Regions from separate parts of the Sus scrofa genome. Here regions 1, 2, 3, 4, 5 and 6 are each linked to region 7. The links are chromatin contacts, called in public Hi-C and HiChIP or PLAC-seq maps. All regions are on one chromosome and are shown on one strand. Each heading gives the region's core, a stretch centred on a gene start, on an enhancer-like site or on the middle of the called end of the contact. The rest is flanking DNA. Distances are from core to core; before and after follow the strand shown. Region 1 holds the start of MLXIP (MLX-interacting protein). Region 2 holds the start of BCL7A (B-cell CLL/lymphoma 7 protein family member A). Region 3 overlaps BCL7A (B-cell CLL/lymphoma 7 protein family member A). Region 4 holds the start of CLIP1 (CAP-Gly domain-containing linker protein 1). Region 5 holds the start of ZCCHC8 (zinc finger CCHC-type containing 8). Region 6 holds the start of KNTC1 (kinetochore-associated protein 1). Region 7 holds the start of VPS33A (VPS33A, CORVET/HOPS core subunit).

Region 1 (2,738 bases), core at 42-2,541, 180 kb after region 7:
CTGCCTTAAACACTGACACCTCCATGTTATGTTCAGGGCCAGTCTGAGAACCCCCCAACTTGCCAGAAGGACAGACTGCACCTCCAAGAGCTGTGGCTCCAAGTCTTCCTAGGAGGCACCCAGGTCCCTCCCAAGTTGGGATAGGCCTTCCCAATAGAGGAGATGTGAGGGGACCCAGCCTCCCTCTGCTGGGGCAATAAGAAAAGTAGCTAACATTTATGCAGCAACAAATTATGTGCCAGGTACTGGAATAAGCATTTTACCTATCTCGTTTCATGCCCACAGCAGCCAATGGGGGCAGATACCACTGCTGATCCCCTCTTTACAAAAGAGAAAACAGATTCGGAGTTTTTATACAACCATTAAATTCTGAGCCACCCCTGGGCAGGTTGTCCACTACTCATTATTGCTGGAAACACACAAAGCGTTTGGGAGAAGGAGTGGATAAAGTCGAGTGACACCGGGTGCAGCCTGTATTTACACCTATTTCTCCTCCGAAATCGGTGGCCTAGGGCCACCGAGAGGAGGGCCTGGATGGGGAACGTGAAGCCGGAAGAAGCCAAGCACTGCTGACAGATTCCCAGGACACCCGCCCCTCTCACTTCCATTGGAGACCCCAGACCCATAAACCTTCCCTAAGGGGTAAGACCAAAAGAAATGCCTGGAGCCAAAAGGTCCCCCGGCGACCCAGCCCACCACGCTTGTTTTGTCAAAAGGAGCCCCGCTCCAGAGGTGGGGCCGGCCGGGTCCCTACCTGTAGGCCAGGGTCATGCACTCAAAGAGCTTGGTGAGTGAGGCGTCGATGGACAGGTGGCAGGAGCTGGTCTTGCCGAAGCTGTAGGTCTGGCACGTCTGCTTGTTGACCGTGTCGAAATCATAGCCCTTCTTGGGCGGGTGCTCTCGATGCGGCGACGACACCATGAAGTGGCCGCTGTGGATGATTTGCTGCCGGCGCGGAGGCTCCTCGCGGCCCGACCCGGCCCTGGGCTGCGGTGGCCCGGCGCTCGCGTGGCCCCGGGCCAGAGTGGCCGCGCCGGAGGCGGGCGGTGGGGACGGCTCATCTGTGTCCGAGTCGTCGTCGTCCTCCGGCACCTGGGGCTTGAGCAGCACCGCACGGCCCCGGCTGTGAGGCCGGCGCGGGGAGCACAGGAAGACTTCGGCGGCCATGGGGGGACCCGGCCGGGGGCATCCCCTGGGGCCCGGGGCTACGCGGCGAAGAAGGCTGACGAGGCGCCGGCCCTGCCCGGCTCGCGCGCCGACTGTCCGCAAGCGCGCGGCTGGGCAGGAGGGGGAGGGCGCGGGCCGACTGGGCCGCCTCGGCGCCGGCCCCGGCGTGACGTCACCGACGCGTCTGGGCCAATCGGGTGCCCGTGTCGGCCTCTTAAAGGAGCAGGGGAGCCTTTCCGTATCTGGGCGGACAAAAAAGGGGGGGGGGGGTAGCCCGAGGCCCCGCCTCAAGGCCCCGCCCCTCGCCACCTCCTTCCCTTAGGGGTGGTACGGGACTTGGTGGCCAGGTGGTGCCTCTAGCCAGTGTCTCGGCCTGAGAGAGGCGTTGGCCCAGTAAGTCGTGCTGACCCCGCCCTGCGCTCCGGGGAATCGCTCTGCTGCCTTGCAGCTCCACGTGGTGGTTGAGGGTGGCGCTCTTTCCACCTCCCAGGGCCCACTTTCCCCCGAGGAGCCCGGAGTTGTGCTCTAACAGCTCTTACCAGGTGTTGCTGGGTGCTGGAGATTTTGTCCATTTTATTGATGAGAAGATTAAGTCGCTGAACACCACCGTAAAGGGATCTTTCTAACGCGAGGGCAAGATCAAGAACACTACTTACATCCTCAGAAGTGGAAACTGGCGCTTCAAAGTTTATTAAGGCACTTTCCTAGAGCATCACTACTACTAAGTTGCAGAACCAGCCACCAGCTTTTTAACTACGACTCGCAATACTGTCATTATTGTTAAGATCTTAAGTTTGGAGAGGGAACCAATCCCTGAATAATTCCAAAAGGGGAAATTCGCGGCCATGGTTTTCTTCTCCGAGGTGGGGAATGAGTCCTGTGCCTCAGAATGTTGTCACAATTTAAAAAATGACTATAAAGTGCTTGTCACAGTACCTCTCAAAGAATGAGCACTAAATAAATGCACTACAGACTGAAGGAATTGAACCAGCCATGCCAGAAGCACCTAGAAATTACCAATATTCAACCACTTTTGACCTATAAAAACAGCAATTTCACATGGTTCAACTTTATAGTTCACACTTTTACAAAGCTGTCAAAGTGTCAGGAGCTCAAAGCCAGCCTGGGATTGGAGCCATGTGGGAAAGGTGGGAGATGGCAGAGTGTCAAGGGGGCCAGTGAGGCTGCTGGAGTAGGAGCTCCCACCCTGGTCTCAGCAGGACCTCCAGGGTCCTCCACAGCTGCTCCTGTGCTCTGCTTTGAAGCCAGTTTCATTTTCAAATTTGGGTGGAGCTGGAGTTCCTGTTGTGACTCAGTAGAAACGAATCTGACTAGCATCCATGAGGATGCAGGTTCAATCCCTGGCCTTGCTCAGCCAGCTAAAGACCTGGTGTTACTGTGCGCTGCAGTGTATGTCAGAGATGCAGCTCAGATCTGGCATTTCTGTAGCTTTGGCGTAGGCCAGCAGCTGTAGCTCCATTTTGACCCCTAGCCTGAGAATCTCCATGTGCTGTGAGAGCGGCCCTAAAGACCAAAAAAAAAAAAAAAAAAAAAAGGGGGGGGGGGAGAAA
Region 2 (2,700 bases), core at 70-2,569, 230 kb after region 7:
GCCCTTGGGCCGATTCCGAGAGAGACCCGGACGAGGCCGGGGAAACGTGCAGTCGTGTTAATTACAACAAGGCCACGCCGAACGGAATCTAATGTGAGCTGGAGAACCCGCACCGCCAACACCGAATCCCCCGTGCCCCCCGCGCGGAGAACAAAAACGACGGCTCTCTCCGCAAAACAAACACGAGCTGCCCGTATTGGACAGGCAGACGCTGCCCAGGACCCGGGCCTGGCCCCGAACATTCTCTCGCCCGAGCCCCCGAGCCCGGGTCCGGGCAGAGCGGGACGGGAGGGGGGCGCCGGAGCACCAGGGCCCGCGGCCGCCGCCGGCGTTTCCTCCTCGCGCTCGCCCCCATCTTTCCTCCTCGCCCAGAGCCTTCGCTCCAGGCAGCCCAAAGCGCTAAATTTAAACGGCTCGCGCTCTGCAAACTCCGCAGACTCGAGGGCGCCGGGCCTGGGAGGCGGGGAGCGAGCGAGCCAGCCAGCCAGCCAGCGAGGGAGGGAGGGAGAGAGGGAGGCCCGGCGCGGGCAAGGGCGCGGGGGCCGGCGCTGCGACGCCCGGGGCGCGCGGGGAGGAGACGGAGACGGCGGCGGCCCGCTCGGTGCCTGCACAATGGAGCTCGCGCTCTCCCCTCCGCCGCCGGCATCGCGGCCCCGGCGCGCGGGAAGCCGCTTTCATGTGACTTGCACAAAACGAAATGGCTTCTGGGGCCGGCCCTGAGCCCCCCTCCCGGGAGCTGAGCGCCGCGGCGGGGACTGCCCGCCGCCCCACCGCCCGGTCCCGGGCGCCCGCCGCCTCCAGGATGCCGCCGCCGCCGCCGCCGCGCCAGGTGGGCGACAGGCGCGAGCGCACCTGGGCTGCGGCCGCGGCCCCCGCCGCGCGCAGGTGACCCGGCTCGCGCGCCGCCCGCCCTCTTCAACTCCCGGGCCCGCGGGCGGACCGGGGCGCTGCGCCCCGCTGGCTTTTTGTATCTGGTCTCGGGGTTTGGGGCGGCCGCAGCGCCGAGCCGGCGAGCGAACGAGCGAGCGAGGGAGCAGGCGCCTCCGCTTACCATTTGCGCACTTTCTCGATAGCCGCCATGACCCTCTTGATATCATCTTTGGCCCGGCTCCTGGTCTCGGCTCGAACCGACCTGCCCGACATGGTTCTGGCGGGGAGAGAGAGGCTGGGGGAGCGCGCCCGCCGGGTCCTGCTCGCGCTCCGCGGCGGCCACACTCGCGCCCGCCCGCCCGCTCACTCACTCACACACACAGACACTCACACACACACTCGCACACATACACACACACACACAAAGCCTGGTGCCGCCGCGCGCCCAGGGCCCACTGCGCAAGCGCCGGGCGGCAGCTGCACGGAGCAGGGGGAGCAGCGCCGCCGCGGCAGCCGGCAGTGCGGCCTCCGGGCGCTGCTGCCGCGGGGCAGCGGTACGAGCCTTTCCGCCCACCCGGGGGAGGCGCCCGCGACCCCCTGCTCCCGGGGGAGGCGGCGAAGGGCACATGGCGACCCCCGGCTCCGGTCACGCTGGGGCAGTGGGACGGACGTGCGCGCGGACACTTACTCGGAGGCCGCAGGTGCCGGGGGTCCCCCGGGAGAGCGGCCGTGGAGGGGGCGCATTCCTGGGGAGCCAGCGCGGCGGCGTGTCCGCTGCCCCGGTGTGTGGCAGTGGCTGCAATAATGCAAGTTTCCTAAGGGGCTCCCGACTTCTCAGAGTTGAAGGCTCCGATTCGGGAAGTGAGGTGCTCTTGGAAAGAGTTGAGAGATGCGGACCTCTGCCCAGTAGAGATGCTCAAGCTAGGACTTCGCGTCTCTTATCCTCGTCCTGTTGGAAAACTAGAATGGGAGGAAAGGTGCCTGGAGTGACCACGAAAGACATTCAACCTTGCTTATTAAATAGCTTTCGGCACAGGAAAAGCTTGATGATATTTATCAGCATATTCACAGGGGCTCTTAGACCTTTTCCCCCAGTGATAAGCTGCCCTCACTATAAATGAGGTTTCTGTCTGAGCCCCAGGCTCTGCCCAGGTGCTACTACCGTACGAATGACCCTGGTAGGTAAAATGGACTGACCAGCGACAAGGAGGACTTATGGGGTGGTTTCGTCCCCATGGTGCCTCCGGAGAGCTCTGCAGGAATCTACAATTACCAGGAGAAGCCAGATGCCCCATCCTTGTGTTCAGCTGCAGCTAAGCGTCTTGACCAGAGCTAATTCAGGCCCAGATGGCTGCTGGGGAAAGTGAGAGTGACCTATTAGCAAGTCCGTTTCCTCAGAGATCAACTAGCTTAATATCAGTCATTTTACTTGGAGGGAAACTGTGTCTGGGAAGTTGAAGCTCACAGCTAGATGTCTGACTCCCACTCATTCTAAAACCCAGCAGTTTCCTCTGAGATTTTGGTTTGGGGAAGGAAAGCTTCTGGAGATTGGAATGGAAGGCTGCACTGCAGGCCTTTCCCGAGGCCTGTCCTTTTTACCATCCTAAACCCCAAGTTCTTAATGTGAGGATTGTGTGGGAAAACTTGTCACATCATGTCATAAAACAGAAGGCTCATACCATTAGCCCTCAGAATTACCTGGTCAGTAGATAGGTACTTTTAAAAACATACATTTGAATTAAAATGGGAAGATAATGTTATTTTTATTTATTTATTGCTTTTTAGGGACCCACCTGCATCATATGGAAGTTCCCAGGCTAGGGTTCCAAT
Region 3 (2,700 bases), core at 88-2,587, 210 kb after region 7:
CAGCTGATACTTGAACACAAATGTCCCCAGCAGCACTGCTCACAATGGCTGAAAGATGCCACAGCCCAGATGTCAAATAACAGACGGATGGCTACACAAAACGTGGTCCCTCCACACATGGAATATGACTCAACCGTAACAAGGAAAGAGGCACTATTACAGGCTACAGTGCGGGTGAACCTTGAACACAGGATGTTGAGTGAGAGAAGCCAGACAAAAAAGGCTACAGTGCGGGTGAACCTTGAACACAGGATGTTGAGTGAGAGAAGCCAGACAAAAAAGGCCAACTAGTGCATGACTCCAGCTATGTGAAATGTGCAAAAAGACAAAGCCATAGAGACAGAAGCACAGATTAGTGGTCCAGGGGCTGGAGGAATGGGGAGTGACAGCTAAAGGGTGTGGGGTTTCTTTTTAGGGTGATGAGAATGTTTGGGAACTAGACAGAGGTGATGGCTGTGCAACATTATGAATGTGCTAAATGCCACTGGGTTGTTCATTTTAAAATGGTTACTTTTGAGGAGTTCCCATCGTGGCGCAGCGGAAACGAATCCAACTAGGAACCATGAGGTTGCAGGTTCGATCCCTGGCCTTGCTCAGTGGGTTATAGATCTGGCATTGCCGTGAGCCGTGGTATTTCCATGAGCTGTGTTGTACGATCGCAGACACAGCCCAGATCTGGTGTTGCTGTGGCTCTGGCGTAGGCTGGCAGCTATAGCTTCAATTAGATCCCTAGCCTGGGAACCTCCATATGTCACGGATGCAGCCCCAAAAAGACGAAAAAAGAAAAAAAAAAAGTCTCCATTTCAGGAGTTCCCATCGTGGCTCAGTGGTTAACGAATCCGACTAAGAACCCTGAGGTTGCAGGTTTGATCCCTGACCTTGCTCAGTGGGCTAAGGATGTGGCATTGCCACAAACTGTGGCGTAGGTCCCAGATGCAGCTCAGATCTGACACTGCCAAGGCTGTGGTGTAGGCCAGTGGCTGCAGCTCCCATTCAAACTCTAGCCTGGGAACTTCCATATGCTGCAGTTTCAGGCCCTTTTTAAAAAAAAAGGAAAGGAAAAAAAGACTCTTAGGCTAATGTCAGACCTTTATGAGCTAAAAACTAACTAACTAAATAAATAAAATGGTTATTTCTGGTGGAATGTTCAAGGCCTCGGCATGGCAGCCTGATTCTCTTAGCGCAACAGCACTGGAACTCACCCAGGGGAAATTATTTTCCTAGGGCCTAAATTTAGTCCAGGGAGTTTGGACATTATGTCATTCCCTGAACTCACTCAGCAGTAAACAAGTTCAGAGCAAGGTCACCAGCTGGTGACGAACCTGCCCTGTGCTGCATGTAGGCCAGGTGCCCACCTGGAAGGTGGGGGGTCTGCCTCTGCCCTTCCCGTGGGACGCTCCTGCCTGGGCAAGGCTGGGCAACTGTGCCAGCCCGGAGGCCTGGGGTAGCTGGAAGGGGACCGTGATGAGGGGCCCACCTTGGCCTGGGGTGGGTGGGGGGTTAGGTATCAAATGTGGCGGATGAGGAAGCACTGACCCAAGGCGTCATTCCTGCAGCCCAGCTGAACTAACTGGCCTTTCAGAGAGAAGGAGCCTCAGACCTGGAACATGGGAGAAACGAGGCCGTGGCCAGAAACAAGGAGGCCAGGTAGAAGCCAGGACGTGGCCCTCACCTGGCCCCACATGGCCCTGCCCTTGACTCCCAGCCACCCCCCATGGAAGGGTGGAGAAGGTGCCCCTCCCCCACCAGCCCTGCCAGTACCCCGCCCTTTCCTGCCCTGTCCTCTCCTGCAGTGTGACCTGACAACTTCTGTCTCATTTTATGAATGAAGAGGAAATAGGAAGGCGCTCAGGAGGTGACACTGCCGGACTGAGGCCATACAGCAGGCAAGGGTCAGCCCGGACGTGACCAGCTCATCCTGTGTCCCAGCCAGGTCCCAGCCCCCAGCTCCACTGCTTCCACCCACAGAGCCACCTTACCAGGCTGGTCAGGGTTCTCGATGGGGAGAGGGGTGTGACTTTGTCCCATGCTCTCCCAGGGGACATTTGGCCCCATCTGGAAACATTTCTTTTTTTAGAGTCTCAGGTGTGGCATATGGAGGTTCCCAGGCTAGGGCCACAGTCACAGCAGAGCCAGATCCCAGCAGCGTCTTAGACCTACACCACAGTTCCGGCCACAAGGCCCTGCTCTGGGGGAGGACCCTGCAGGGCCTACAGCCACTCCAGACCCGCAGGCCCTGTCTCCGCAGCCCGCTTCCAGGGCCGTGTCCTGCAGACCCACTCTCGCCAGAGCAAAGAGACACGTGTGTGGGACATCCTGTGGCACCATTTGTGTAGGAAAAAGAGCAACCTGAATGACCGCCAACATGGGGACTATTTCAATAAACCAGGGCACATTCATGTCACTGAATGATAAGCTGGTAAAGAAAATGAGACAGACCTGTATGTCCTAACATGGAACTATCTCCATGGTGACTGTTAAGTGAAACTGTTCTCAAAAGGGAGGTTATCATCTCATATAGATGCTTCTAGATACATCTGGAAGGCCACAAAACAGACTTCACAGTGGTCCTCCTCCGGGGGGGTGGGGGGAAAACGACGCTGGAGAGCTGGGGGTGGGGCGCTTCAGTCCATACCCTAATTCATGATTGTTCCCCACCCAGAGGTCCTCCTGGCACCTAGGGTACCTTCCCCTGCACAT
Region 4 (3,069 bases), core at 378-2,877, 150 kb before region 7:
TTAGAGGAGGAGTTCCCATCGTGGTCAGTGGTTAATGAACCCGACAAGCATCCATGAGGACTCGGGTTCAATCCCTGGCTTCGCTCAGTGGGTTTGGGAATCTGGAGTTGCAGTGAGCTGTGGTGCAGGTCAAAGATGCGGCTTGGATCCTGCGTTGCTGTGGCTGTGGTGCAGGCTGGCAGCTACAGCTCTGATTCAACCCCTAGCCTGGGAACTTCCATATGCCAAGAGGGCAGCCCTAAACAGACCAAAAAAAAAAAGAATAAGAGGAGATAAGAGGAAAACAGAAGTGTTTATTTGCATCCCACTCAACAGTAGTCTCTGCCTTTTTCTACCGCATCTATGATTATATAGGTTGTGCATTAGTGCTGAAAAGTATTCAGATGAGAGGGTGAGGTATGACTTTCAGATTAGGAATATCCATACTGGATACCAGGGGTGCCACCACACTTTGACCTTGCAACTTGCAAACTAAGGTGATGTTGAGTTAGGAAACAGGATTTTTGTGACTTAAGCCTGAATCCAGGGGAGGTGCCAGCAGATACATTTACTTGTTTGTTCAGAACTCCATGCATTTTCATTGCAGTTCCCTCCCCCTGCTCTGTGCATGCCTGTTGGTCCAAGCAGCACCAGTGCTTTGAATAAAGGTCAGCAAGGGGGTCACCCTCCTGATTATTCCCTTCCACCAGAGAGGATGGGGAAGCCCTGGGCCCCCTATCCACTACTAAGTCGTTGTAAAATACTGGGCTTCACCCACAGCTGCAAATTCCTTCCAGGAGCTGCAAAGCTTCTGGGGTTGCCATGGTCCATGGGAGTGAAATGCTGGCCGCCCTCCGCTGCACCGGCCCGGAGCAGGCTGTTGCTGCCTCCCCTCCAGTCCCTTTCAAAAGCTTTTAAAGGAGATCCCTGTGGGGAGGTGGGAGGACAGGACGTTAACCAGGGCTTCCCTCCAAGCGGCTGAGGCGAATAAAAGGCTTTTCTCAAACTGACGGAGCAAGTGTTGGGTTTGTTTCAAGGGATTTTTAAACTCTCGGTCTTTCCCTGGAGGGAAGGGGAGGGAGGAGATGGTCCTTCTCAAGCTTCATTTGCTGCAGTGCTTTCCCCAGAGGTTGCTCACCCTGGGTCTTACTTGGAGGGCGAGGAGGGCAGAGAGGACGCTCCCTAAAGTTAACCAGCTGTGGGCAGCTCCTCCGAGCTTATTTCAAAGGATTTCTCACCCTGGATCTGGCAAAAAAGGAAAAGAAAAAAGAAAAAAATCAGCTGCAAATTAACAGGCTGTGCGATCAAGTCTCAATGGAGCTCTCGGGTGTGACTTGCAAATTCTGGGAACACGTTCAGAAAATGGGGAACTAACCGAGATGATGAGAAGCCCCTTGGTCCAGGCCTCTCGGGTTTCCTCGCACCTTCTTCCCCATCCCGGTCCTCTCTGGGATCTGAGAGCTGGATGGCGGGCGCGCCGGGGGTCTGAGGTTCGTTTCTCCAGAGCGGCGGCCCGGGTGCAGACAAAGAGGCAGCGGCTGGGGGCTCGGACGCGGAGCTGGCGGCGGGGTCCGAGGCGCTGGGCCGACCGGAGTGGGCGCGGCGGCGGAGCGCGCGGGGTGGAGCCGCCGCGGCGTCTTCTCCAGGCGGCGCGCGCCCGCCCGGCCCCGCGGCGGCGCGTCACGCTCTCCCCCGCCCGGAGCCGACGAGCCGGGAGGCGGGAGGCGGCGGCCGCGCGGCTGCTGCTGCTGCAGTGGGGCAGGTGGCGGCGACTGGCGGCTACCGAGGCGGCGGCGAGCGGTGAGCGGGGCGAGCGGGCGCGGCGCGGGCCCTCTCCCCTTCCCCGTCCCCTCCTCACCTTTCCCCTCCCGCCCCGCCGGGCCCTCTCCTGCCCTCCCGGCTTGGGGTCGGGGGCCGGCCCGGCGTCCGAGAGGGGGACCGAGTCCCGCGCACCGCCCCCCCTCGAGGGGTTCCGGGGAGCCCCAGGGGGATGGCCCTGGAGGCCAGGGGTCTCTGGGGTGCTCCCCCGGAGCCGGAAAAGTCGCCGGCCCTGTCAGCGCCGAGCCCGGCCTTCCCTTCCTCCGCCCGCCTCAAGATGGAGCTTGGACTCCTTGCCCCTGCGCCGCCCCAGGCGCCGCTCCCTCCCTGGCGTCCCTCTCTGCTCCCCTCGGCCCTGGGGGGGTGGACCCCCTGGAGGGGCCGAGGCCCGGCGGGACCTGTTGCCCCGGCGGCCACCTGAGCATTGCCCGGGCCCTTGGCAGCGGTGCCCGCGAACCGGAATGGAGGGCACCCTGGCCGTGGCCTCGGCGGCGAGCTGACCCAACTGGCCTGGGGCCTGGCCGGCCGTGGCTTTTGTCCCCCACACACAGCCCCCCCGAGTGGGACTGATTGTTGGAGAAGGTAGATGATGAGAGGTGATAGGGATTTCTGAAATAACCCCGCTGCCCCGTAACCCGAACCTTCTGCCTCGGCAGGGGATTGGCTCTGAAGGCAGATGACACTTGTTCAGAGGTTATTTTAAAAGCAGACACCACTGCTTCCCCTCCTTTGGCGGTCCTGTGCTTCAAATATCTGATTTTGATCTGGGGAGAAATCCTGAACTCATCTTTCTCCACTTCATGTGGCTTTTCCATCTGGCAGGAACCGCGCCCCACCCCCCCCTCCCGTCACAGCCCCACCTCTTTGCTTTGAAGAAATTACACGTTCAGTCTGCAATGTTTCGATACCTGTTTTTAGCAAAACCTGGGCGCCAATTACTGTATTTTAAAAGGAGGGTGGAAAAAATGCTGCATCTTTTTTTTTTTTTTGGTTCGGCAGCCTTGACTTCTTTCTGTTCTAGGTTAGGACCCTGCCTGGCCAATAAGAGCTTTGTATTAGTGTTACTGCTGTTGCTCTTATGGTTGTGGTTCTGGTTGGTGTTATTTTTATTTTTTATTTTTTAAAAACTGCTACTACCTATAGTATGCACAGCCTAGAGACCAAATGTATTAGACCTTTGGGTTTAATGATAACCTTTGACAAGAGTGCTCAGGTATGTTGCTCCTCAGCTTTGGTGCATTTTTCTCTGGAAATGTTAACCTTTATTGAGGG
Region 5 (3,032 bases), core at 323-2,822, 200 kb before region 7:
ATTCTCTAGATAACAGTTGTATTTACTAACCTTGAGATCATACTTTGGGGGGGGGAGCTTACTCGAATATCTAGCTGCCTAATATACACCTTTACTAGGGCCTAAAATTTTACCTTCAATTTACCAGTAAAACAGTGCTTCAAAAATTTCTTCCACTATTCAAGTTACTCATCTGTTTTAGGATAAAATTATCTCAAGGTACATCATAGTCAAAATTGAACTCACTCTTGGCTTCCAAACCTGGTCAACATATGTTGTTCTCTATCTCTAGTAATCATTTATTCAAGTTTGTTAAGTCAGATCCTGGCAAATAATTCACAACCCTTTCCTCTCCTTCCCCATAACCCTTGAGTTATCTCTGTTCTTTATTTTTCAAATATCCTCTATTAAATACCAACTCTCCACCACTTGCCACTACCTAATCTAACATTTGTTGATTTTATTACAAAAATCTATTCCATCTGTCTCCTAGACTGCCACCAATTCTTTTCCTACCATGCAATCAGGACCATCCTATCAAAATGTAAATTTGTAGCTCACAGACACACCACCTGTTTAAAATGCTTACCAATTTGGGGATGGGAAGAATGAATATGCCTAATATGGTCTCTGAGTACTGGCCTAATTAACGTTCCACCCCGGGCCTCCTCTTGCTCCACTCTGCCTTTTCATACGGAATTTTTTTCCTTTTTTTTTTTTTTTTTTTTTTTCTTTTTAGGGCCACACTTAACAGCATATGAAATTCCCAGGTTAGGAGTTGAATTGGGGCTGTAGCCGCCTATACCACAGCCACAGAAATGCCGGATCTTTAATCCACTGAGCAAGGCCAGGGACCAAACCTTTCATTCTCATTCTCATGGATGCTAGTCGGGTTCGTTACTGTTGAGCCACAAGAGGAACTCCCTATTTTGCTCACTCTTGCATTCTCAGCTCCTAGAACAGTACCTGGCACACTGAATGTGGTAAATAAATGTTACTGAATGAATGGGTGATTGAAGGAGAAACCACCAAAAGCCACAACAGACAAAGCTAAAGTAACCTAAAGCTTGAGCTTCATGGAAAAAAAAAAAAAAAAAAAAAAAAAAAAACCAACCAACTGAAGTAGCTTCTCCAAGATTACAAATGTATCCTATGGCAAAGCTGGAGTTCCTTATTCTCTAGTTTGGCACGCAACCACAACATGTGATAAACCATGCATCGTGCTCTGATTTTTTTCAGCCTTAGATACATAACAGGGACAACTCGTAACATTTTGATCTAGTTGGGCTTTCTTCACGTTTTAAAAGGACCAATCCCAGTATGCAGTGCAAACAATGAGTTAACAGTCGCTTAGAAACCACATGTCCCAGCATGCCATGCTTCGGAGCAATCTCAGAGGTGGGTCTGAGGAAACGCCGTTGCATTCTGGGAGTTGTAGTCTCACAGGACTGGCCCGCCCCTTGTGCAGCTCCGGCGGCCTACGTTTAGGAGGAAACCCTACTGGGTGGCTTAGATCGGCCGGAGCCGGGAGAGCGGTGCCGCCCAACAACCTTGGCCGCCGGCCGGGTGGCCAGCTCCGCCTCTTCTCGTGTCTTTTCCCACAGCCCAAAATGGCGGCGGAGGTGGATTTTGGCGATCTAGAGCTGTTCGAGGCGTTTGACCACGCCGAGGAGTCGATTCCGAAGCCCGTTCACACCCGCTTCAAGGAAGACGACGGCGACGAGGAGGATGAGAATGGAGTCGGCGACGCGGAGCTCCGGGAACGGCTTCGGCAGTGCGAGGAAACCGTCGAGCAGCTCCGCGCCGAGAATATCCTTCCCCTCGCTGGGCCGTGTCACCCGGGCGTGTGGTGGGTGCGGTGCCGGGAAGAGCGCGGGCGGAAATTCCACCAGGGCCAGAACTCAGGCTGAGAATCTAGGGTTCAGATTGCGTAAACTGTCCCCCAGGCCTCGGCGCGGGACCTCTCCCTTAGTGGGATGCGTCTCCTGGACTTGATTCGCGCCTCCCGCCCCCCCCCCCCAATTCCGGGGCCGGATTTTAGGGTTATTTCGGACAGTTTCAACTGTTAAATTGTAGGCTCTTCACCACTTGTCTTCCTCTCTTTGGAATCACTACCCGACTTCATTTTCTGCAGCCCAGCTAAAGTTGATGAAGCCGTGTTATAGTTAGGAGATACCGGCTGTTTAGACTTTGGCGCAGATCTGTCTTTCCAGTGGGGCAGAAGTGAGGGGTCCTGGGATGTAGAGTCGGGGCCCTTAAGGGTTCGAAGCGCGGAAAGAAAAATGGTTAATTGCTTGAAGAACATTGAGGATTCATTTTAAAGTTCTTCCACTTTAAAATAGCTTCCGTGGTGAAGATGTATTGCAAAGGTTTAGAGAAGACGCGCCAAATCAGTTTCCGTTTGTCTTTAGTTTACAGCCTTTCTAGCAAGATGTGTGACTGTTTTTTCACATTCTTAGAGGGTTTTTGTTTTGTTTTACTATTCATACAGATAACTTTGGTTCAGGTAGTTTTGCTAATGGAAAGATCCCTGAAAGCGGTTGGTAAATCATCTTTTAAGGTTTAAGAGGTCATTTTTTATAATGCCTTTTTCCTCAACATTTTATTATGAGAAATTTCAAAATACAGGAAAGTTGAAAGGATTTTACAGTGATCTTTACAGAGTCCATCCTAGCTTATTAGGTCCTTAACAGTGTCTTATGCTGCATGTACTTTATTTGAATAATCATGATGCTGCTGACTTGGACAATTATCTTTAGTGAGTGGCTGTTTAACTTCTGACAGGACACCGTTGTCTGAATAACGTTTTTGGTTGTCTGTTAGTCTCTTTTGAACTGCATGAACCTGCCTTAGAAAGATCACGTTTAAAAGGATGAAAATGATGTTTTAGTTTTTAGGTCCTGTTACCTAGCCCTGCAACAAAGCAGGTCAGCAAGTGTGTCATCCTCAAAATATTTGTCTTTTAACTTTCCTAACATTGATACCAAAAGTAAGATTAGTAGTTGAAGTTTATGATCTTCATATTTGTATTTACTGAGGGCTTACTCCTTAAC
Region 6 (2,935 bases), core at 52-2,551, 230 kb before region 7:
AGAAAAGAGTTCTTAATAGAAGTGTAAACAGGAGTACAGAAACAACGCATATTAGAATAAACAAGAGCTTTAATGGCTATGTTTGGGTGGTAGTTGGGAGGAGATGGGAAGGAAAGGTTGGAGTGAAAATTTTCATGGGTCTCAGTGTCCTATCTCTGTAAAAATAGTTAAATAGTGTCAGCCTCCCAGGTCTGTCACACTCAACTCTTTCAACAACTGTTTATTGAATGCCTAATACATACCAGTCACTGTTCTAGGAGCTGAGAATACAGTATGAAATTTATATTCTCACAGGAAGGACATACAAAAATAAAATATACTGCGGTATTGAGTAGGCAATGAAGAGTGAATGAATCACTCTTTTAATCTACACAACAACCCACTTTACAGCTGAGAAACATGAGTCAGGGACTAAGTAAATGGCCAAGGTCACCTAAAGCGAATTGATGATGTAGCTATACTCATCTGCGAATTTGTAGACTCAAATTCACACCAGCTGTTAACTATTATACTGCATAATTACAAAGAGTGTACAAAAGAAGGGGGGGAGGAACGCCTAAGAAGGACCTGTTTGGCAACTGTAGACATGTGGGCAGAGACCCTAATACCAAGAAGTCAACTATGCAAAGCTCAGGGGGAACAAAGATGCAGGCCCGGTGCAAAGGCTCAGAGGATGGACTGAGTTTGGGGCGGCTGCCAGGCCTGAGCAAGAATGGAAAAGTGCGGGAACTAGATAGGTGGAGCTAAGTGAATCCCCAATCTCAAGACTGGGTTAAATCCTCAGTGCTAGGGAGGGAAAGATGACCAGGAACGTGATTTTATTAACGATTTGAGATTACACTGGCTGCCGGGTGAAAAGATGAACGAATTAGGCAAAAACAGTTTCAGCAAGGCCTTCAGGCCGTAAATGCTCTCAGCTGGACACCGGGGCCAGCAAGAACCCAATCTCTCTCCCGCCAGCGTCTAGTGGGGAAAACACCCCGGACTGAGCTGAGGCCTCTGCTACTTCAACATAAGCCCACCCCCCGCAAGCTACAACAGCGCGGTTCCCCCTCCTCACCCGCAATTGAAGAAACTAAAGAACAGTCAAGTTTACAGCCCCTCTTCGGACACCCACAGCGGCTCCTAGACGCGTCAGGGCCCATCCCACAGGTTTAAATTGGCGGGAGATCACCAAGCCCAACCCCTTTTACGGCAGCCAGCGGAGGCCAAGATTGCTTAAGAATCGAAATAGGAAGTCGCCCCACCCTAAATTCCACCGGTTCCGAGAACCAGGAAACTGCATTCTAGGGTGTGTTCTTGGCCCCGCCCCATCCCTGGCCTTACACGCCCCCTTCAAAAGAACAACCAATCACCGTTGAACAGCGTTGCTACAGAAACTCATCACCACCCCTTTTCCTCCCAGCAGGCTGTGCGACGCGCCGGGCCTTAGCCCGTTTGTGCCATCCGGGTCTCTCGTTCGAGCGATTCAGTCTGTGGCGAATCGTCTAGGCGGCCGGTACTGTGGAAAGCGGCAAGTGGAGGCGCCGCTCCAGCGGCCAGGACTGTGGACTATGGCGGTAGGTGCCGAATCTGAGTTTAAAGTCAGGGATGTTTCTCTGCTACTGTCCGAAGAAGGGATGAAGGGCTCCCAGAGCTGTTGTCCGAGCTTGTGTGTGGACAAAATGGCGCCGCGGCCTTCTTCTGCGCCCGCCATCATGGCTGCCTCCTTTAGGGAGGGGGAAGTGAGGCGGTGTCGTTGGGGGTGGGGAGCCGCAGGGAGTGTCTTTTTTTTCCAGAACTTTCCTCATCTCTTTCCCAGCTGTGTGTTCTTTTTGGCCCACCGAACTGACTGCAGTTTAGCTTAGTCTAGTGATTTATATTGAATTTTGTTAGGGCTTAGGCATTTATATGTTCGCGGTGGGACCTGGAGTCGTCCGTGAAAAGTGTTGGGTCATAAAGGCGGTGCCTGTAAGGGATAGAAACGTGGGGGGCGAGCGGTCTTGTAGCGTTTTTGTTTTTAGTTTTTTCCTTTTTTGCCTGAGTGCTAGGAGGCGATTCCAGTTGCATAATTTCCGTTAGTGTTCCATCTGTGTACTTTAGTTTATTCCTTAGCAGCTAGATAACGTGTTTCTGGAAGGGAGTAAAAATTCGATTTAATTAAGAGAAGATTTTGGCACTACGAATTCTGATTGATGCTCTGTTTCCGAAGTGGCTTTCGATGCAGTCATTTTGAAGTCTGAGAAACATAATCCAGCCCTGTCGCTGACGTTGTTACTTTAAACTTAAGAGTTCTTCATTGGCCCATTTAATTTTAAATGGAGAGTACGGTTCTTAAATCACCACTTTCGAAAAATAAACCTTCTTTGGGTATAAGATGTCCAGTCCTGATAGATCACATTATTGTGTGATTACTTCCTTTTACTTATCCTGTTAAAAGAAAAATGCGAGAATTTTGTATTCTTTTTCCATTGACTAAAAAGTTGTATTTTCTTGTTTTTGGAAATGAAGCATAAGTAAAACCTTGTAGCTCATCCTAATCACTGGAGTACCTGGAATTTAGAAATCATGGAAGATCCTCCCTCCTCCCATGCCCAGTTGATTTGATTTAGAACCCCTTTTTTTATTAACCGATTTAGAACTAGTTTGAAATCGCTTGGCAGGCTATTTGTGCAGCTAGTCGATGGGGTGTTTTTCTTTGTTTAAATCGTGTTTGGGGCCTCTTAATCTACTTTAAAGAATAGTATTATTTTATTTGGGCTCAAATATTTTTTAAAAACAGTTCAAACATTTGTTTCTGCAGTGCCTCCTTCAGTAAAAAAAAATCCCCTGGAGAAGTGGCCTACTATTAAATCCAGTGTACCTTCTTTGCACTGGAAAGAGATTCCTATGCTATGTCTTGAGTGTTATCAGGGTTTTAAAGAAGACGTAATTTTTTTAAAAACATGGTGTTTTT
Region 7 (3,019 bases), core at 258-2,757:
GAAAAGACTCAACTACACTTATTGTGGTCATCATTTCACAGTGTATACAGAAATCATTATGTTGTATACCTAAAGCTAATATAATGTTATATGTCAATTATATCTCAATAAAAATGCATTTTAAAAAGAAAAAAGCCTCAAACTAACACTAAAGTCTGCAATGTTTCTAGGGCAACTGCAGTACTGTAGCAATGTCTCCAAACATTGGGTCTTACACAAGTAGAAGGTCTGTTGATAACCATCTAGCATCCTGACGGTGAGTTTTTTGGTTTTTGTCACAAGGGCACCTGAGTTCCCAGACCAGGGGTCAGATCTGAGCTGCAGTTGCAACCTAAGTTGCACCTTCTGCAGCTGCCAGATCTGTTTGAGGAGGATCCTTTATTCTAGTTTTGCTCATTTGCACCCAAGCATGACTTCACTAACTGTGGATATTTTTACCTCTCAACATAGTTGTGCTCTCATTTAACAGTTCATGACATGGCCTGCTGAGCTCAAAGTTCACTCTCACAGATGGTGCTACAATATGTAATTCTCAGTTGAACAAAAACCCTGCACATGTGAGAAGAGTCTGGGATACAGGTTGAGAACCACGGTGAAAATCGGGTTGAGAATTAAGGCATGAAACACTCTGCATGTATGGAAACAAGTTCTTTTAAAATCTAAATGTCTTTGATAGAATCAAGACATTGAGAGTATAAGTATCTTAGTATGTATGACTGATTATCATCCTCAAATTCCACTCATCGCTTTCGTATACTCCATGTAATTGCTTCGCGTCCTTTCTTCGTAACATTGTATGAAGGATTGAAGGAAACCAGGCAAGACCAAACATTTTCAAGCCTTTTTCACCTCAAAGTACTGAAAAACATATATCTTCCTAATGTTATTTATTGAACAATTGTTAAATTACAGGCGCACTAAGCCTTTTACATAAATTATACCATGTAAATTACATCTTCTTTCATCCTCGTAATTCACAAGAATTTTACCTGGATTCCACGTCGGATACCGTTTGTGTGAAATACTACACATCACACAAAAGTCTATTAGGAAGAGCTAAAGGGACAAGTCACTCAAAGTTCCCGCGGCCCTTAGCCATTTTTGTAGACTGTAGCCGACAAACCGAAAGAACAAAGCTCAGGCCCTTTCGATAGCTATAAATCGAAAAGATTTCCATTCAAGCTCAGCTTGGTTACCATTTTGCAGCGGTATGCTTGCTGCTCTGAAGAAAGTCTCTCGATTTTTCAACGAGATGAGTAAGACCCAGACTCTATCCTTAAACACAGCTCTCAGCGCTCAACAGCTCCTGGACTGAGGCTGTGGTCTTAAAAAGCCTCAGAACCCAAGAGGTAGAATAAAGCGGCGGGCGTTAGGGCCAAGAAAGCGGCAGACAGCTGACGATTCTAGTTTCCGGGTTTGGCGTAAGGTCGGCGGCCCGGGTCACGTGAACACGCCGTCACGTGACTGCGCCCGTGGGCTCTGCTGGGGAAAAGCCGATTCAGTTGGATCGAGGGGGGAGTAGGGGGCGGTGGGGCAAGATGGCGGCGCACCTATCCTATGGGCGAGTTAACCTGAACGTGCTGCGCGAGGCGGTGCGTCGCGAGCTGCGAGAGTTCCTGGACAAGTGCGCGGGAAGCAAGGTGAGGGACAGTGCGCGGCGACACCGCCCTCCAGCGCCGTCCGACTTGGCCTAACCCGGTCCTTGACCGCCTGAGCTCCGGGTGTACGAGGTCCCCTGGGGCTTCCAGAGAGGAGAGCCGGCGGGTATGATGAGGCGGGGAGAGGGGACAGCTGGTGGGGCCTGGGGCATCCAGCCTGGATTCTGCGTGGCATCGCGATTGTTTCGTGGAAGCGGAATAAGCCACTGTGCTACCTTAGTCCCTCACGAATCAGCTTGTGTCAGTGCCATTCAGGTCCAGAGGGGCGAATCCGGTGCCACCCCCACCCCTACACACTGTTGAGGCGGGCCGGCCCGAGGACGTAGATGATCCAGTGTCCATTCATTACAAAGATCATACGTGTGGTTAGAAACCATACCTTTGAAAGTCTGAAGCACCACTGTCTTACAACCTTTTCTTCACATGGATTATGAGAAGTGGTAGCATTTGAGGGTTTTTTTTTTTTTTTTTTTGTCTTTTTGCTATTTCTTTGACCGCTCCCGCGGCATATGGAGGTTCCCAGGCTAGGGGTCTAATCAGAGCTGTGGCCACCAGCCTACGCCAGAGCCACAGCAACGCAGGATCCGAGCCGCGTCTGCAATCTACACCACAGCTCACGGCAACGCCAGATCCTTAACCCACTGAGCAAGGGCAGGGACCAAACCCTCAACCTCATGGTTCCTAGTCGGATTCGTTAACCACTGCGCCATGACGGGAACTCCAGCATTTGAGGTTTTTAACGTCAGCCTCTCGAAACAGAATTGTTTCTCCTGTTAGACATTTTTTTTTTTTTCCTGGCCACCCTGGGGCATGTGGAAGTTTTTGAGCCAGGGATCAAACTTTCACCACAGCAGCAGCGTGAGCCCTGCAGTGACAATGCCAGCTCTTTAACCGCTGCACCACATGGGAACTTCCAGTTAGACATTAATTAGCATCCAGCTCACAATGGAATGGGAAACATAGTAGGTAAGGGACTTCCCAGCATTTCGTTTAAGTGGTATTACCTTGACCCTCTCTCCTTATGATTTATCAGTCCCCATAAAGTAACTGGCAATAAAGCTCTGAAGAGAAAAGGAAAATTGGGAAAACTCTGAAACGAATATTAGAAAGAATAGCACTCTGTGGAGTTCCTTTTGTGGCCCAGAGGTAAGGAACCTGACTAGCATCCATGAGGATGTGAGTTGGATCCCTGGCCCTGCTCAGTGGGTTAAGGATCCCACGTTGTGGCTGTAGCATAGGCCTGCAGCTGCAGCTCCAGTTGCACCCCTGGCCTGGGAACTTCCATATGCCACAAGTGCAGGCCTAAAAAGAAAAAGAAAAAAAAAAAAAAAAAAGAATGGGACCCCAAGAGGTAGAGTAGG

Evidence for each region. A called contact is a pair of places that touch in the nucleus more often than the background predicts. HiChIP or PLAC-seq counts read pairs in DNA pulled down with a chosen protein or histone mark.
Region 1: an H3K27ac HiChIP or PLAC-seq map of alveolar macrophages shows a contact between it and region 7. The contact joins the promoter of MLXIP here to the promoter of VPS33A in region 7. A contact is called at or near these places in 1 of 5 promoter capture datasets (fetal liver) and 1 of 2 datasets of contacts at active chromatin or transcription factors (alveolar macrophages).
Region 2: a Hi-C map of mesenteric adipose tissue shows a contact between it and region 7, with 1.6 times the contacts expected there. The contact joins the promoter of BCL7A here to the promoter of VPS33A in region 7. A contact is called at or near these places in 2 of 5 promoter capture datasets (fetal liver and liver), 6 of 47 Hi-C or Micro-C datasets (alveolar macrophages, embryonic fibroblasts, heart right ventricle and 2 more) and 1 of 2 datasets of contacts at active chromatin or transcription factors (alveolar macrophages).
Region 3: a Hi-C map of retroperitoneal adipose tissue shows a contact between it and region 7, with 2.1 times the contacts expected there. The contact joins the enhancer-like site here to the promoter of VPS33A in region 7. A contact is called at or near these places in 12 of 47 Hi-C or Micro-C datasets (alveolar macrophages, embryonic fibroblasts, fetal heart ventricle and 7 more) and 2 of 2 datasets of contacts at active chromatin or transcription factors (alveolar macrophages and skeletal muscle).
Region 4: a contact with region 7 is called in an H3K27ac HiChIP or PLAC-seq map of alveolar macrophages. The contact joins the promoter of CLIP1 here to the promoter of VPS33A in region 7. A contact is called at or near these places in 1 of 5 promoter capture datasets (fetal liver), 2 of 47 Hi-C or Micro-C datasets (embryonic fibroblasts and epiblast stem cells) and 1 of 2 datasets of contacts at active chromatin or transcription factors (alveolar macrophages).
Region 5: a Hi-C map of liver shows a contact between it and region 7, with 6 times the contacts expected there. The contact joins the promoter of ZCCHC8 here to the promoter of VPS33A in region 7. A contact is called at or near these places in 3 of 47 Hi-C or Micro-C datasets (heart right ventricle, liver and skeletal muscle) and 2 of 2 datasets of contacts at active chromatin or transcription factors (alveolar macrophages and skeletal muscle).
Region 6: an H3K27ac HiChIP or PLAC-seq map of alveolar macrophages shows a contact between it and region 7. The contact joins the promoter of KNTC1 here to the promoter of VPS33A in region 7. A contact is called at or near these places in 1 of 5 promoter capture datasets (liver), 2 of 47 Hi-C or Micro-C datasets (embryonic fibroblasts and liver) and 1 of 2 datasets of contacts at active chromatin or transcription factors (alveolar macrophages).

Annotation. Positions count from the first base shown.
Region 1 is chr14:30,644,984-30,647,721 of Sscrofa11.1, forward strand. It overlaps MLXIP (MLX-interacting protein), which reads right to left and starts at 1,292. Exons shown (of 17, transcript XM_021073760.1): 1 at 755-1,292. The coding sequence starts at 1,167.
Region 2 is chr14:30,698,102-30,700,801 of Sscrofa11.1, forward strand. It overlaps BCL7A (B-cell CLL/lymphoma 7 protein family member A), which reads right to left and starts at 1,320. Exons shown (of 6, transcript XM_003483424.4): 1 at 1,052-1,320. The coding sequence starts at 1,143.
Region 3 is chr14:30,674,069-30,676,768 of Sscrofa11.1, forward strand. The region is part of intron 4 of BCL7A (B-cell CLL/lymphoma 7 protein family member A); the gene reads right to left. Among named protein-coding and RNA genes, the nearest start is that of BCL7A, 24 kb to the right of the region's middle. Within about 2 kb of position 1,338, at least 26 of the 83 cell types and tissues checked have an H3K27ac peak or open chromatin away from gene starts, as enhancers often do. A contact at or near this core is called in fetal liver, liver, omental adipose tissue and 3 more, where this site is marked.
Region 4 is chr14:30,319,243-30,322,311 of Sscrofa11.1, forward strand. It overlaps CLIP1 (CAP-Gly domain-containing linker protein 1), which reads left to right and starts at 1,628. Exons shown (of 26, transcript XM_021072961.1): 1 at 1,628-1,779.
Region 5 is chr14:30,262,951-30,265,982 of Sscrofa11.1, forward strand. ZCCHC8 (zinc finger CCHC-type containing 8) reads left to right here and starts at 1,573. Exons shown (of 15, transcript NM_001190154.1): 1 at 1,573-1,788. The coding sequence starts at 1,590.
Region 6 is chr14:30,240,687-30,243,621 of Sscrofa11.1, forward strand. KNTC1 (kinetochore-associated protein 1) reads right to left here and starts at 1,302. Exons shown (of 65, transcript XR_002338925.1): 1 at 1,061-1,302. RSRC2 (arginine/serine-rich coiled-coil protein 2) reads left to right here and starts at 1,377. Exons shown (of 10, transcript XM_013982805.2): 1 at 1,377-1,559. The coding sequence starts at 1,554.
Region 7 is chr14:30,467,541-30,470,559 of Sscrofa11.1, forward strand. VPS33A (VPS33A, CORVET/HOPS core subunit) reads left to right here and starts at 1,508. Exons shown (of 13, transcript NM_001098604.1): 1 at 1,508-1,640. The coding sequence starts at 1,539.